Linked DNA regions of Sus scrofa: region 2 is linked to region 1. Evidence: chromatin contacts called from public HiChIP or PLAC-seq data. All regions are on one chromosome and are shown on one strand. The core of a region is the stretch at or near the end of the contact, and the rest is flanking DNA. Distances in the headings are between cores, read along the strand shown. Region 1 overlaps P4HA3 (prolyl 4-hydroxylase subunit alpha-3). Region 2 overlaps LOC106504800 (a long non-coding RNA gene).

Region 1 (3,061 bases), core at 496-2,995:
GGTGCTTTCCCTCATAGGCTTGTTGGAAGGATTATATACCATGTAAAGGAATGTAGTAATTGCTCAACAAATGTTAGCTCTTTATGGTTGTCGTTTATTTTAAGACTGGCTGGTGAAACTAGACCCCGCTTTTGGCTGTAAGCAGTAACTAGGGCTCTGAAAGCTTAGACAATAAAAAAGAATCAGAAAAATTCCAGACTCTCTTCTCATATGACTTATGAACATTAAATTTCAGAAAGTTTAGTTTGATATTTTAGAGACTGACTGTTCTCTAGTCAGTGCTCCAAAACCTGGTGAAATGTTTGCTTTTTGAAGAAAGCATTTTGGGAATTACTGCTCACTTTCCTATATTGCCAATCTGGCGATCTAATGTAACTTGAGATGTTATTTCTAAGGCCCTAACTTGATATTCTTCTTTGAGTTTCTGAATTTAGAAATTAAATATTTTTGATGTTGAAACTACTACCCTTTACTACAAGTTAATGAATAAAAATTATACTAGTTGTAATGTATATATTTGTATACTAATGTAGTATCACATATACTAGTTACACACACTCACACACATATTTAGATAGTTAACCCCTGGCTTTTTTTGTTGTTGCAGTTTTAAAACCATCAAGATTTAAAAGTAGTATCAGCAGCAATTATTTCTGTGCTAGGAATCAAGCATTCAGAATATCTCAGAAGAACCAAGACAAAGCCATTTCTCAATTCCAAAGAAGAAATATACCGAATTAAAATAGCCCATGTATTGTGGCCGGGTAACCTGTCCAGGCTATGTTTCATGCAAGGATTGGATTGCAAATTTTATTGCAGATTCTTGAAGAAAAGATCTGATTTTCCATTCTCAGCAGCGTTTGTTAAAACAAAAAACCATATAGGAAACCCTGCGGTTTGAATTCAGCATCTAGTAACTCAGTCTCTGAAAACCAGCTATTTGCTCAGAGGCTGGACCTAGGGCCAATGTTTGGATTCCAAACCAGCCTCAGATATCAGTTGATAGGTTTTTTTTGTTTTGTGTGATAGGAAGATGATACACTTGCACACAATTGAATTACGTGCTGCAGTAGAGATCAAACCCCTAAATAAACTGATCCCATAATACAAAGTGGGGCATGAAGAGAAGAACAAGGAGATGGTGCCTTTGACCTGATGGGTGATTTGGGCCTGATCTCCCTCTCCCTCTGCCTTGCGTCTTTCCCTTCGTACTCGGTTTCCTCTGATGCCACATTAGTTCTCAAGCATCAAAGGAGGAATCTATTTATTCAGTTGTGGCACAGGAGATGGAAAGAAATGATAGAATGGTTGCGTGGCAAAGATCTATAGATATCTTCTAGTCTGGACCGGTGCTGCCGTTTCATAGAGGAAGAAACTGAGGGACAGTTGGAGGCTGGCTCAGGACACCTCTCAGGTCTCCTAGCTCCTCCCCAAAGAGCTGTCTTATAAAATCCCTGCCCACTCAGCCTCAGTTGTCCCTGGACACTTACTCTTCAGGCTGGACTCAAGCCCAGGTCTCTGCTTGTAAGTGTTTTCGTCTAGCAGTGGAATATCTTTCACTAAGTAGTTCATATGGAGCTGAAGCAGGAAATAATAGGTAGAAAAAAATATCCCACACCCTGGGGGCTGGTTTAGTTTCAAAATCCTAGAGGAGCTGCTCTCAAATACTCTTGTCTTGGGGATCAGAGAGATCCTGGGACTTGACAGGTTTCCAGACACAGATTCTTTTTCCTTAGTTCATGCTTGAATTGAACGTTTGGCTCACTGGAGACACCTCCTCCCCAAGCTAGTGCACTATTTCAGGCTCTATTTATAATTGAGGCCCCACCCTTGAAAATCTTGAGGGCAGACTGGTTCACGGGATTGAAAGGTCCCCCTTTCCTGCCACTCCCTCTCCTCATTTCATCCCTTTCCACTCACTGAAGGCCTCTCCTCTGGCCAAAGGATTCTTCTTTTGCTTTTTTTGGTTTCTTCATTTAAAAAAAAAAAATTTAGAGGAATATAATTGACATACGATGTTGTGTTGATTTCTGGTGTCCAGCAAAGTAAATCTGTTATACATATATCGATTCCTTTTCAGATTCTTTTCCCTTGTAAATTATTACGCAGTATTGAGTAAATTTCCCTCTGCTAAACAGTAGGACCTTGTTACTATTATTATTATTATTCTTTCTTTTTGCCTTAGGGCTGCACCCACGGCATATGGAAGTTCCCAGGCTAGGGGTCGAATTGGAGCTGCAGGTGCTGACCTATGCCACAGCCACAGCAACGCCAGATCCAAGCCATGTCTCTGACCTACACCACAGCTCATGGCAACACCAGATCCCCAACCCACTGAGCGAGGCCAGGGATTGAACCCGCATTGTCATGGCTACTAGTCGGATTCGTTTCTGCTGTGCCACAGCAGGAACTCCCCCATCTACTTTATATATAGTGGCGTGTATATATCAATCCCAAATCCCTAGTTTGTCCCTCCCCCACCACATTTCCCCCAAAGGATTCTTTGGTTCTCGTGTGCTCTTGCACATGTTCCTATAAACCCATATCCTTTTCACTTTGCACACACTTTTTTCTTTTACTTCCATTGTTGTTATTGTTTTCGAAGTTAATAATTTTAAAACAAAAAAGCCTGAGAAGGCAGGACTAGAACTCTTAGGTCTGCCTTATTATAACCAATAAATTTCAATAGTGTAAACCCCATGAGGGGTTTAAAAATGGAGTAACCAGAGTGTGCCAGGAAAAGAAACCGCATCTTTTGTTTGTATGAACACTCTTATAGGTCATCTAAGGAGGAGAGAAGTTAACAGGAAAGAGGATCACATTTGGTGCCGATGTTTCTGGCCCTTTTCTGAAAATGTTGCAAGCCAGAAAGTTGGAAGCGTGCTAGATAACCCACCTTTTCATGTGCCATTACAACTGCCACAAGTTTTTTGATCTGCTTCTTAATCTCTCTCTTGAAACCATCCCATTCTCTGCCCTGCTGTCCCCATTATGGTTCAGACTCTCCTGTCTCTTGCTTACAGTTTCCAAATGGCCTCCTAGCTGGTCTTTCTGTCCCCAG
Region 2 (3,052 bases), core at 207-2,706, 140 kb before region 1:
CTCACAGCCACCACATCACAAAAGTACTAGCTAGAGCCTCTTAAGAGGGGACACAGGAGCCCAGGGAACCAAGGTTCTTATCTCAGCTCTTCCACTATTTGCCATCGGACCTAGACTAGTTCACTATCGGCTCAGCCTCTTACTTTGAAAACTTTTTTGCATCAAATTAATCTCTCCCTTCCTCAGGCTACCATACACTTACATTTTGTCTATACCATTCCTCCCCTTGGGCCCTTGAAAATCTCTTGGGAACATAGTTTGAGAACCAGCAAACCCGATGGGCTCTATAGCTCATCTCGGTTCTGATAACCTGTAATTCAAATTTGTATGTACTTTTGCAAGCTTTGCCTCCGATTGTTATTAAAGGACCCCAGCTCCTTGTGTATTGCTTCTCTTAATCTCTGGGAAGCACCAGGAGTGGTTCTCACTTGCTGGCTTCTTGAGATGCCAGGACTCCCCAGTCCACAGACTCTATTACATGGACTGTGCAGAGGAGAGAAGAATACTTTTCTCCCACCATTGTGCTATATTTTGTCCCATGAATTTCCAATAGGTATCGTTGATGCCCTTTTGATGCACGAAGACCTTAGTAAAGCAGCTCTTCTGTATTTGGCTAATTCCTTCTCACCCCCATTTCCCTCCACAAACTACTAAGCACGAGCCAATGACAGCGCAGGGGTAGGGCTGCAGTGAGGCCGAGAAAGAAAGCTGCATGATAAACCTAACACTGACTGAACTCTGACCCACTTCTCTTTGATGCTGAAGATTCTGTCGCTAGACCCAACTGCCGGTTTCTTCGCTTTGCTTAGGATAAGTTCCTCTCGGGAGACACCAGAGGCCTTCGTGAAAATTAGACTTGCTGAGTTGGGCCTCCTTGGTGGAAGCGTCTGCTGGGGCCTCTGGGAAGCGTATGCCCACGAGAAGTAAGAAAGGCAGGAGCCTTCGTGGGGAGCCTCCTGGGAAGGAGAAAGGGGAGAAGGAACAGGACAGGGGGGAGAGCCTCAGACGGCAGTTCGGATCTGACGCCTCTGAAAGGAGAGGGAGAAAGAGGGAGGCTCGGGCAGGAGACGCCTCAGCCGGCATCGCAGCTCTGAGAAAGTCTCAGCCAGGCTAGTGGGGAGCCACAGAACAGCCCTGCCCATTAGAGAGGCCCTGTGGGGGCCAGAGATGGCTTGGCTCTGCCTGTCTGCAGGCAATCACTGACAGGAAGAAGGAGAGGAAGCGCCTGCATGTGGTGTAAACACAGCAGCAGACGTCAAAGATGCTGCAGCTGACAACACTCTTCCCAGCGGGCCCTGGGGAGGGGGGGATCCGAGCAGTGTCCACCCCAGGTCTGCCACACTGGACGTGCCCGCGCCCGTGTGAATTCAAAACGGGGATGTAATTTAAGCTCAAACGCAGGCCTATCTTACATATTTACTGCAGGTAAATATTTACTGAGCCTGTAACAGGGATTACATTCAGCACCGCAGCGGCCCAGCCCTCGCCAGGGGACCGACTGCGTCTGGGAAGGTTTCAGGTAACAGGGTGCGTTTTTATGACCATCATTGTCAGCAATGGGCCTGTTTCACTAGCCTCCACTGCACACGAACACTGTGTCAAGCTCAGTACAAAAAAGAATAATCCTTAGGGAGCTCAAGTTAAGTTTGCAGTAAGAGATTCTTCCCCCGTGGGGGCTCAGAGGAGACTTCTGAAGACTTTTCTCATGCCAGTCACTAGACGGGCCAAGGTGGAAGGAGCCTTTTGGGAGAATTCACCTTGGAAGTTACCGGAGAGGCCTTGAAATTGATCTGGCAGCCAATCGGGTGGCACAAGGGCGTGCTCCACCCCCACGACGGTGCCAGCCAGGACTCGGGATTTGCTGAGAGGCAGGCCCAACACCTGTTGTGGCTCCTGGATCAGAGTCAAAATTTGGGAGGGAGAAGGGAGAGAAAAGGAAGGAACTGGGAAAGAGGGATTTATAGAGAGAAGAGATAAGACAGCGGGCTTTTCAAAACCAGGCCAAAATTCATCTCAACCTAATCACTTGGCATAAGAGATTAGAGCATCTGTGGCAGAAAGAATGTTGGGCCTGACACCCAAGCTCTGCCTCTAATTCCCCGGCTGACCTTTGTCACTCAATGCCCCCTCCGGGCCTGTGCTCCTTGGCTATAATCTGCAGTTAGACCAGACATTCCTTAAAGTTCTTTCCATGTGAACAGTCTACCATTCTAACAGCTTCCATGAAATCGCCCTGCAAGGACCTGCAGACAGGCATGAAATAAAAAGGGGTACAGGATGAAAATAATTTCCAGTGACTTCCGAAATAAATAATACACTAAACAGAACATAACAGGCATCAGCACGGGCAGTAGAGTGTGGGGTGCGGATCAGTAAAATCTCCAAGGGGAGCTCGTTTCATGATCGGACATTCACGACATCGCTACGGGGCCCTGTTCCATGCTTACACAGAAGTGCAGATGATCTGGGGAGGAAAATAGTTCCACCTGTCAGCTGGTTCTAAAAACTCTGAGGTTCACAAACATTCCAACAACACATGAACCCCCAATGCTATCAAAACAAAGCGACAGCACGGTCCCTGTTCTCTTCCAAACCCTCCTCCAGTTTTCTCTAATAGACACACGCCATTTCCACTCCCCTTGAATGCTGCACTTGCTGCTTATTTGCACCTAAATGAGAGGGCTGGGAGGGGAAAGCATTCTGAGAGATTCTTCCCTAGGCCTAGGATTCTAAGACCAGGATTTCACGCTCCCTTCTCATTTATGCCTCTTACTGAGCTAAGAAAACACCGCAGGTAAAAAACAAAAACAAAACACTACAATCAAGGGAATGGCATCATAAGCAGCCAATCAGGAGACGGCTCCGGGCCTTCAGATATTATTCCTTCCAGGCCAGCCCCCCACCCCCAACCACCCCCAGAGAGGATCAGGTTTTCTCCTGGGGTTTCTTCCCTTTTGAATTAGGCACCACTGAGGGCTCCGGTCCAGAAACACAAACCCTAAACCTCATCTCTGGTAGACAAACAGGTCTAGGGAGATCGTGTGACCTGCAG

The links. HiChIP or PLAC-seq counts read pairs in DNA pulled down with a chosen protein or histone mark.
Region 2: a contact with region 1 is called in an H3K27ac HiChIP or PLAC-seq map of skeletal muscle. The contact joins two enhancer-like sites. A contact is called at or near these places in 3 of 47 Hi-C or Micro-C datasets (embryonic fibroblasts, fetal skeletal muscle and skeletal muscle) and 1 of 2 datasets of contacts at active chromatin or transcription factors (skeletal muscle).

The regions. Positions count from the first base shown.
Region 1 is chr9:8,662,500-8,665,560 of Sscrofa11.1, reverse strand. All of the region lies in intron 4 of P4HA3 (prolyl 4-hydroxylase subunit alpha-3), which reads left to right. Among named protein-coding and RNA genes, the nearest start is that of P4HA3, 18 kb to the left of the region's middle. Within about 2 kb of position 1,745, at least 7 of the 83 cell types and tissues checked have an H3K27ac peak or open chromatin away from gene starts, as enhancers often do. A contact at or near this core is called in fetal skeletal muscle and skeletal muscle, where this site is marked.
Region 2 is chr9:8,798,150-8,801,201 of Sscrofa11.1, reverse strand. The region is part of intron 1 of LOC106504800 (a long non-coding RNA gene); the gene reads right to left. LOC110255398 (a long non-coding RNA gene) reads left to right here. Exons shown (of 2, transcript XR_002335532.1): 2 at 1-1,111. Among named protein-coding and RNA genes, the nearest start is that of KCNE3, 22 kb to the left of the region's middle. Within about 2 kb of position 1,456, at least 21 of the 83 cell types and tissues checked have an H3K27ac peak or open chromatin away from gene starts, as enhancers often do. A contact at or near this core is called in fetal skeletal muscle and skeletal muscle, where this site is marked.